2 separate regions of the Mus musculus genome follow, and region 1 is linked to region 2. The links are chromatin contacts, called in public promoter capture Hi-C maps. All regions are on one chromosome and are shown on one strand. The core of a region is the stretch at or near the end of the contact, and the rest is flanking DNA. Distances in the headings are between cores, read along the strand shown. Region 1 holds the start of Evi5 (ecotropic viral integration site 5). Region 2 holds the start of Ube2d2b (ubiquitin-conjugating enzyme E2D 2B).

Region 1 (4,617 bases), core at 260-2,759, 39 kb before region 2:
CCAGGTATTAGAAGTTTGCAAAAACTCTTGTGAGGGAGGAAAGGGTCATTGTGGCTGGAGAAAGGAGAGGATGAACATGGTCTGAGCAGAGAGGGGAGCTGGAGAGGTAGGCAAGGTGCCTGGCCCTGGAGGGCTTGGTTAGGGTAATTTTTTTTTCCCCAAAAGAATGGGATACTGAACAGCAACAAGGTCACATGGTACAGTATTTGAACAAAAATTCTTCTTGTGGTTTGAGATTTGGAGAAGGGTAGGAGGGGATGTGGATAAAATAGGCTAGGTCAGTGTCCTTACACTATCTGCAGGTCAGGGTAATTTTAACTAAGGTGGTTGCTGATGAAGGAGATGAGAGAGATTCAAGGAAACTTTAGCAGATAAAAGCAAAGAATTTGCAGATAAATTGGAAAGGTACATTATACTTTTTTTTCTTTTGCTATGGGGTAGATACATTAAATTATGATGAAGTTTTTTGTTTGTTTTTTGAGTCAGGGTGGTGTTGCCTTGGCTCTCCTGAAACTCTGTAGACCAGGTTGGCCCTGAACTCTGAGATCTGCTTGCTTCTGTCACTCAAGTGCAGGGATCAAAGGCATGCGCCAAGACTGCCTGGTACAATGAAGTTGTTACATTGCCATTAATAACCCGACCTAAGTTATGCAAAAAAAAAAAAAATTGCCTCAGACTATTTTGAAAATTTCAAAGCTGGGTGGAGGACATGGTTTTACTTCCCATTTCTTATCCTAATCTTGTTGAAAAATAGTCTTTTCTAGAAGTGCTTGTGATAGTGGAACTTTTTCTGGACAGGTCTTACAAATCTAAATGTAAAAGCCAGTGGTATCATATTAGTAAACAATTTTAGAGCTTTTCTGACTGCTTGATGGTAATTACTATCCTTTTGGTCACTTTCAAGTATATAACAAAAATGATTTATATTGCCTTTATTATTTTTTTTTTTTGTTGCCTGCAATTCCTTTGACAGGACCCAAATGAATAGGCTGTTTTTGTCCCAAACTAAGTAATTTCCTTCTAAGAATTTCTTGGTTGGTGTTGGATAATTGCCCACCCTCTGCCGGACTCCGAAAAAACCCACGGTTTATTCTAGAGGATTAGTGGAAGACCTGTTTTACCACCGCGAGTGCCATTTGATTAATATTATGTTTTTGGGAGTGAGACTCCGGGCAGCCCTCGCAAAGCTGCGCGTCGCTGTGCGCGCCCCAGGCCTGCGCGGATGCTCGCCCGGGGGGCTCCGAGGGGGCGTGTCTTGTGCTTCCCTGACTGGCCAGGGGCGGCTCGAGAGACTGGGAAGTCAGCAGTTTGCATGGCCGAGGGCTGGGCGCTTGGGAAGAGGGGCGGAGGACCGAGAGGGATCTCCCCGCCTCCGTTCCTCTCGGTCCAATCCCTTCGGCTTCTGCTTCGGCTTCGCCAGCGCGGCCGGGGCCCTAACCTGCTCGAACCCATTATGCCGTAGAGGCCGGCCGGGGCTCTTTAAGGCCCTCGCCGCGCCTGCGCCCTGGGCTTTCGTGAAGCGGCCCGACCAGAGCCGGGCGGAGCTGGCGGGCGTGGGGCTGCGCGGGGTTCTCCCGAGTCGTCGGCGGTACGGTGGAGGGTCGCGGGCAGCTCCGGGTTCCTGAGCAGGAGGCGTGCGCCGGGTCACGCGGGGAACGCGGCCGCGGAGGCCGAGCCGGGCCGAGGCGCTTGGAGGCGGCGGCGGCACGGCCGCCGGCTGCATGGGAAGTTCATGTTGACGGCGGAGTCCACCCCAGGTTTCCAAGGTGAGGGGCGCCGCGCCAGGCCGGGCTGCGGCGAGGGAGGGCGCGGGCGCCGCCGAGGGCCGCGCCGCCCACCCGGGCCGCCGCCGAGTTTGCGGCGCGAGCCCGCCGGGGCCTGCGTTCCCCGCTCTCGCCTGGCCCGGGCGGCCTCGGGGCCCGTCCTCGAGGACACGGCGGTCCGCCGCGCCCTGCTCGGAAAGTTGGCGTCTCCATTCGGCCTGCGGCGGCTGCCGGCAGGTGATGGGCGAGCCAGGTGTGCAGAGCGACGGCGCACGGAGCTCCTGTGCACCCGGTTGCCCATCGCCTAACGGGGCTAGCCTGAGATTAACCGCGGGTTTCCGGTGGGTTGGCTTGCGGTGGTGGCGCCTGCGCTGGTGACTCCGACCTTAGGTCTTTTCACCAAAGAGCGAAGCAAAAGTTCTGGACCGGTTCCCTCGCAGTCCCGTTTCTGCTGGAGGGGATTTTGAAGAGCAACAAGCGGTTTTCTTTGGAGAATAATAAACCTTTCTCCGCCGAGAGAATGAATTCCAGAGCTTCCTGAAGTTAGAGAAACATGGTCTGTTGGTAGTTTTTAATCTTTGCGCGGTGTTTTTTTTTTTTTTTTTTTTTTTGGTGTGTGTGTTTTAAATTTTATTAGTAATAATTTCTCAGTGTTCCAGAACTTTGCTTCCTGTAAGATAGAAAATGCTCACCTTCTATGAGAAGTTTGTGTCAAGGAAATCTTAGAAAATTTATTCAAGCCTATCTGGAGTAGAAAGATCACAATTTTAAGTTTTCAGGTAATGATTTTTAAGTGAACCAACACAAACCAACAAATTACTAGGTTGGGATATATACCTCGGAGGAGTGGAATTGCTGTTTTTTTTTTGTTTGGTTTTCTTTCTGGGTCAGAGTTTTGCTATGTAGCCCAGGCTGTCCCCGTACTCCTGCCGTCGACCTCCTTGCAGTATATTGCCACTATTTCTGGTTGATTATTTTTTAAAAATTTCTGGCATTAGGTTCTGTTGGGCCTTCTCAAGACGGTTGAGAACTCTAGTTATTCCATACTTACGATGCTTACCATCTTCAAAAAATGCTGCGATTTGGATGGTGGTACTTTATCAGTGTGTGACTTTATTTTGCCTGGTGAATGAGTTTAAAAATATTAGTCATTTTTGTATTAATCTTTTGTGAAATGCCTCTTTTACGAATTATGCTTAGGTTTTTGTTATTTTACTTTTCTTTTTTTTTGTTTGGTTTTTCGAGACAGGGTTTCTCTGTGTAGCCCTGGCTGTCCTGGAACTCACTCTGTAGACCAGGCTGGCCTCGAACTCAGAAATCCGCCTGCCTCTGTCTCCCAAGTGCTGGGATTAAAGGCGTACGCCTGGCTATTTTACTTTTCTATTGTTTTTTTAGTTCTGTCTTTTGTTTTGTTGGGGACAGAACCTACATCCTTGCATGAGCAACTGTGTTAACTTTCCAAGGTTTCTTTTATCAGTGGTCTGACAGTATCTGCAAAATTCCAGAAATAAACAACTTAGAAGTCTTAAATTTTTCTTTAAATTGAACTTATTTAGGTACTCTCGGGCAGGCCCCTTTCTGAGGACTTGATACAGATTAGCTCACTTAGTTTTAAGTTACATGCCTTTTGGAGTAGCTGAACATTAAGTGGGCTGCTAATTACTCCTTTGTCCAGCATATCTAGTTAGTTACTCAGTAACCATTGGGGGGTTGTCAGATGGACTGCTTTGCCATCTCCAGCTTGTGCTCAAGGGTCCCTTATTTTACTAATAATGGCCCTAAGTGCAAGAGTGCTTCCTTTTGTATGTGCCAAAAGTGGGGCTGTAAAAAAAAAAATGCTCCTTTGAAGTGAAAGTGACTATTGTTGACTTAATAATAATAAAGAAGTTGTGTGGTGTAGATGTTGCTAAGAACAATCTTCAGTCTGTAAAATCATGAGGAAGGATAAAGGAGGAGTTGTGATAGTTTTGTGATAGCATTTCAGCATCACAGCACAACCACACTGATGAATTTCAGAGGAAGGTGCTCTGGGAGCTTCTGGGGAGCACTAGATGTCTTGGGATGTATCTCCTGTGGACAAGGGGACCTGTTACACACAGCTGGCTGCCAGTGTTCTGAAAGCTGGGCAGAGGAAGTGGGCAGTGGGTGGCTGCTGTTGGCTAAAAACACTTCTGCTTAATCCCTTGGCTTTCAGCCTTGAACTTCACTCTGCTTGGTCTGGAGTTACTCCACGTTAGTGTTTCCAGGAATAAGTCATGAGAGGGTAGGAATGGAGTCCTAGAAAGCCTAGCTGTACCCTTATACAGGCTGACCCTCTTAGCCTCTTCAACACTGACCTTGGGTAATTCAGGTCCTTAGTCTTTCTGGGCTTTTGTGATTGGCCCTAAATAGTTGCTTCCTTAACCATAGGTCTTCATTCCCATTTGTGAGCCTGAAGGTTCAGCTTCCTCTCCTCTCTCATTTGCTCATTCATCTCTTATCTTGCTTTGTGTGTGGATATCTTGTTTTTTCCCCGGCCTGTCTCTGGAAGGTAAAGATAGCTTCTTTAAGTTGTGTTTTCTTTGCTTAGTTTGCTTCCTCCAAGTTAACTTTCAACTTGGTATTACTGCTTGATTGGTAGGGGGTCTTCTCATGACTGGCTGGCAGTCTCTTGTTTCTCTGTTCATGGTTAAGAAAGAGCGCCTGACAGTTAATCAGAGGGAAGACCAGAGTTTATAAATAGGAGCTACTAACGTCCAGGTTTACCCTATAAGCCTGTTTCAGGCAAAAGTTCTTAGCTTTGGCTGTATCTTAGAATCTCATGGAGAGCTTTTAAAATAATGTCCTTGTCATTCATGACTGAATACATCAGTAT
Region 2 (5,053 bases), core at 1,355-3,854:
GGCACTGCACTTCCATAGGCCTTATGCACACTTTATAGTTGTTATATGATTTAGGGTTTTTTTTTGTTTGTTTGTTTTGTTTTTGAAACAAAGTTTATGTATCCTGGACCAGCCTAGTGCTCACTATATTGACCAAGCTGGCCTTGAACTTGTGCTTTTTCTGCCTCTGCCTCCCATGTGTTACAATTACCAATGCCTGCCACAGTGTCTGGCTATGCTGTATTAGAGCTAGCTTTTCTTAATTTTTTTTTTTTTTTTTTTACTTTTTGAGGGGAGAGGTTATTGAAATAGTCTTATTACATAGTTCAAGCTGGCCTTGAACTTGTGATCTTCCTGCATGTGCATGTGTGTGTGACAGTGTAAAGTTTCATCTGCCTATATACTGAATATCAGTATGGCTGAAGAATGGCTTGGTTTTTATAATTATATTAGGAAAAGAATGCTGCTTCTGACAAATACAGTTGACATTTCAAATAATGCTTTATTAGGGTATGGATGGTGTAAGACTTGAAAAGGCTGCATACACAGCACAATTTAAAATTGTGTGGCTATCCTTTAAGAAGTGTGCGAAGTAGTTCTGTGGGCATTTTACTGTGTGATTGTGCTCTTTGTGAGTTTGGTACTCTTTACTCACTGACGTAATGCTTGTTTTTCTTTACTCACTGACGTAATGCTTCTTTTGGTTATGTATGTTCCTAGGAGCATCAGGAGGTTTTGATAAAATAAATGCAGCTTAGTTTTATTAACAAAGCAAGTTTCTTAAGTTTTATTCCTGGGAGGTTGGATATTCTTTCATGAAAATGCCTTTAAGCTTATGTTTCTATCTTATTTAATAAAATTACTCTTAAAGTATCTTTTTAGCTATAAACTGGAATTGTTTTCTAATTTGAAAATGTGACCAATCTAAAGAAAGCATGACAAGGCTGAGGGAAACCCACTAGTTTCCACTACACAAGTCACTAAAGTAAAAGAGCCTGTTCACACAAAATGTATGTAAATGGCTGGGATAATTGGTTTATTACACACATGAATCATTCTTGAATGTACAAGCTCCAGAAGAGCAATAGGGTCTTCATACACAAGTTTTTTTCATCAAATTAAACTTTTACCCTTACATCAAAATGGATTAAGCAGTTAATATAATAAAAAGAGCTATTAGTGATGAGTCAACTAAGAAACCACAAATAAACCAAAGAATATGGAGAGAAAGTGTGAAAGAAGGAAGGTTGAGTCATCGAGGTATAAAAGATTTTGGGAACAAAGCCAGTCACACTTTATGGGCCCATAGCGCCAATCTATTTTTGTTGACCAGTTAGACTTTAAAATACAAAATGTAGGTTTTGGCTTAATCTGGGTGACTTTAATGTCCATTTAAGTTCTAGGTCTTTTGGAATAAAATGAGTACAGAAACGTTCATGTTCTTCACCTAGCTTTTTATAAATTAAAAAAATTTAAATTTAAATGGCTTCCACTTAAAAGCAATCTCATTGTCTCTTATAGATTGGGGGACCTTTACCCCTTCTGAGCAGTATTGTGTACCCACCACCCTCACACCTTGTGGTTATCCAGATTTAAGTCAATAAGGAAAACTTTTAATCTCACATCCAGGTTATGCCTGGAGAACGCTCGTCTGCTAGGAGACAGTGTTGGTACAGTATTTCTGGTGCGTGCAACATGCAGCGGTACTGTATCAGGTGAAGACGGTGCACCAGGGAGGATGAGGCAGGTACAGCGTGGGCGTGGGTTCATGGGAAACAGTCCGGTGGGAATCAAAAGAACTTCTCTTTCAGAGTTCCCCTAGCTTTTATTTGTAGAGGATATCCAGTATTCTCTTTAGTCACATCGCATATTTCTGAGTCCATTCCCGAGCTGTTCTGTTGTACTTGTCTCTATCTGTTTTGTAGATCTGAGCAATCTCAGGCACTAAGGGATCATCTGGATTGGGGTCACACAACAGAGAACTGATGGACAAAAGTACTTTGGAAATAGTTAGTGCTGGAGACCACTGTGACCGAAGAATATCAAGACAAATACTGCCGTTACTGTTAACATTTGGATGATAAATTCTTGTTGTAAATTCAACCTTAGGTGGTTTGAAGGGGTACTCTGTTGGGAAATCAATTGTCAAGAAAAATGCTCCGCCCTGATAGGGACTATCATTTGGCCCCATGATTGTAGCTTGCCAGTGAAACATATCTTCCCCGACAGGACCTGCTGAACACTGTGCTGGGGGATCCTGGGCCAGGTCGTTCAGTTCCTTGTGGATTCTCTTCAGAGCCATGGTGGAAGGCTGTCTTGGTAGGCCCCAGGTGGAAGGAGGCAGGCACCGAGGGCCTGGGGCTGCCTTGCTGGTTTTGGATCAGCCGCAGAAGAGGAGGCAGGCAGTTCTGGCCTGGCCCTGGCAGAATGCGCTGAGGGCCGAGGCCCACTCAGCTTCCGGGCCAGCCACCGTGGGCACTGTATCTGTCTTCACATCGGTTGTCGCATCACCCTGTAGCCGCCTTTTTTGTGCTGCCGCAGTAGCTGACTCTTCTTCTGAGACCTTAGCCTCTGCGGATCCCTCCGCCGGACCCTCTGCCCAGGGCTCGTGCCAGTAGCGGTATCACAGACCGACGCAGCTTGCGCAGCTCGGGAGGGTGACAGTTGGTCAGGGATGATGGGATTGGCAGCGTAGTAGGCTCTTTTGTTTGTTTGTTTGTAACATGACCATCATCACGAACTCATAATAGGTTGTGCTATGATGTCTTGAGGGCAGCTGTCACTAGGTTACCAAATCTTAGCTTTGGCTCACTTTGAACAAACCTCTGACGACTGCAGTTCACTGGGAAGAGACTTGATGTGTCAAGTATTCCACAATGTTTCAAATCTCAGACAAAAGGAAGTTTTTTTTTTTTTTTTTTTTTTTGGAGACAGGGTTTCTCTGTATAGCCTGGCTGTCCTGGAGTTCACTTTGTAGACCAGGCTGGCCTCGAACTCAGAAATCCGCCTGCCTCTGCCTCCAGAGTGCTGGGATTAAAGGCGTGCGCCACCACCCGGCCCTATTTTTTAATTTTTTAAGAGAATTTTAATTTTTGTAATTAGAACTTCTGAGATGAGCATTCTAAAATTTTCTAGAATATACAAGACACTTGAGAAAGCAGCTATATATCTCTTCTTTTTACAAAGGTTGCTGAAAATAACCTTTCACTAAGTAATTCATATTTTTAAACACATTTTGGAAAGCTTACAGAAATAAAAGGGAGCTCTCCATATTCATTTCTAGTCCTAATTTTACACTCTCTTTTTTACTTTAGGAAACAAGTAAAAAAGGAAAAACAAAGCAGAACAAATAATAGCAAAACTAAAAAGCACAAGAAACACAAATATAAAAATAAACCCCATACTAACACAAAATTGAATCACATAATACACAAGCAAATGACCAATAACATTAAAATAAAAAAGGCCCAAACAAAGCAGTAAGAGATCCCCCCTAAAAAAAACCCAAAAAACCTACAACACTGTAAAACCACAATTGTTAGTTTTGTATTGACCATCTGCTGGGCGGCCTGGGCCCTACCCTCAAGTGTGGTTTATATACCCAGTTAGGTTCCAGTAGAGATGGCTTCTAGGTTAGGGGTAGACCTCCTGTCCCCTCACCCCTCTCAGGAGTGGGAGCCCATCTGACCAGGACTGGTAAGGGCTCTGTGTTTAATGCCACAGTGTCTGAGTTTTTATGTGCATCAGTCCTGCTGTGTCTAAAAGGCCTTGTTTCCCTGGTGTCGTCCATCCCCTGTGGCTCTTACAGTCTTTCTGCTGCCACCTCTGCACAGCTCTCTGATTTCTGAGTGGAGGGGTTTAAGTAAGACATCCCACTTAGGACTGAGTGTTCCATTACCTCTCAGTCTCGGCACATTATCCGGCTGTAGGTCTTTGTGTTAGTTCCCATCTGCTGTAAGGGGAAGCCTCTCTAATAATGGCTGAGACACTGATCTGTGTGTATAGCAGAATGTTGTTAGGAGTCTTTTTTGTTGCTATGTTACTTTAGCAGGACAATAGTGTTTGGTTTTCTCCTAGGCCCATGGCCTATCTAATCTCAGGTTCTTGGCTACCTGAGCAGTGTCAAGCATGGGTTCCATCATGTGGAGTGGGTCTTCAATCCAATCCTAAAGTGGCTGGTTACCCACAGTATTGGTACTACTATTATACTAGCATTCTATGCAGGCAGGTCACTATTTGTGAGAATACATCAACTAGATGTAACTCATTCATCTTATGATTCAAATTATGGAAGTTTGATTTGATGGTGTAAGTTGTCTAGTTGGGGCTCACCATTTAGATTTCTTTTGCATATGTATATATTTTAAGTAGCTCCTACAGGAATAGGTTTCCATATGACCTTGCAAATGGCCCTTGGTGTTAGGTGTCCCTTTTCAGTATTCCCTCCCTGGTTCCACTCATCTCTTTCCTTTTTAATCCTTTTGTTCCAGTTCCCCCAGCCCCAGTCCCCACTGTCTCTGGTTTTGTGCAGGGCACTAGATATAGAATGTTTGCTTTCTTCTATATTATATACAGCCATCTGGTTTGACCAGCACCATTTGTTGGAGATGCTGTCTTTTCTTCTGTATGCAAGAATTGGGTATCCATAGGTGTGTGGACTTATATTTGGGTCTTCAACTTGATTCCATTGTTCATTGTGTATGTTTTTATCACTATTAGTATATTACAACTAGAACTCTGGAATGGTGATACCTTCACCAGTCCTTTTTTTATTCAGGATCTCTCTCTCTCTCTCTCTCTCTCTCTCTCTCTCTGTTTCCCTGTGAAGGTCAAAATTTTTTTTTCAATTTCTGTAAAGAATTATGTTGCAATTTCGATGGGGATTGCATTGAATCTGTAGATTTGCATTTGGTAGGATGGCCATCTTCACTATATTAATCCTACCGATGAATGAATGTTGGCGATCTCACCATCGCTTGATCACTTGATAATCTTTTCAATTTCTTTCTTTAATGTTTTAAAGTTTTTATTTTACAAGGCTTCACTTGCTTGGTTAGAGTTACTGCATGGTAAT

What was found. Capture Hi-C pulls out chosen DNA fragments and counts their contacts.
Region 1: a contact with region 2 is called in a promoter capture Hi-C map of pancreatic islet. The contact joins the promoter of Evi5 here to the promoter of Ube2d2b in region 2. A contact is called at or near these places in 2 of 39 promoter capture datasets (3T3-L1-derived adipocytes and macrophages), 1 of 15 datasets of contacts at CTCF or cohesin (CD8 T cells), 8 of 484 Hi-C or Micro-C datasets (the AML12 cell line, double positive thymocytes, granulosa cells and 3 more), 10 of 115 datasets of contacts at active chromatin or transcription factors (CD8 T cells, the SCID.adh cell line, bone marrow-derived macrophages and 5 more) and 4 of 9 other capture datasets (adipose tissue, liver, macrophages and 1 more).

Annotation. Positions count from the first base shown.
Region 1 is chr5:107,865,940-107,870,556 of GRCm38.p6, reverse strand. Evi5 (ecotropic viral integration site 5) reads left to right here and starts at 1,509. Exons shown (of 20, transcript NM_001378824.1): 1 at 1,509-1,766.
Region 2 is chr5:107,827,713-107,832,765 of GRCm38.p6, reverse strand. It overlaps Ube2d2b (ubiquitin-conjugating enzyme E2D 2B), which reads right to left and starts at 2,604. Exons shown (of 1, transcript NM_001276397.1): 1 at 989-2,604. The coding sequence starts at 2,281. The coding sequence ends at 1,838. All of the region lies in intron 2 of Evi5 (ecotropic viral integration site 5), which reads left to right.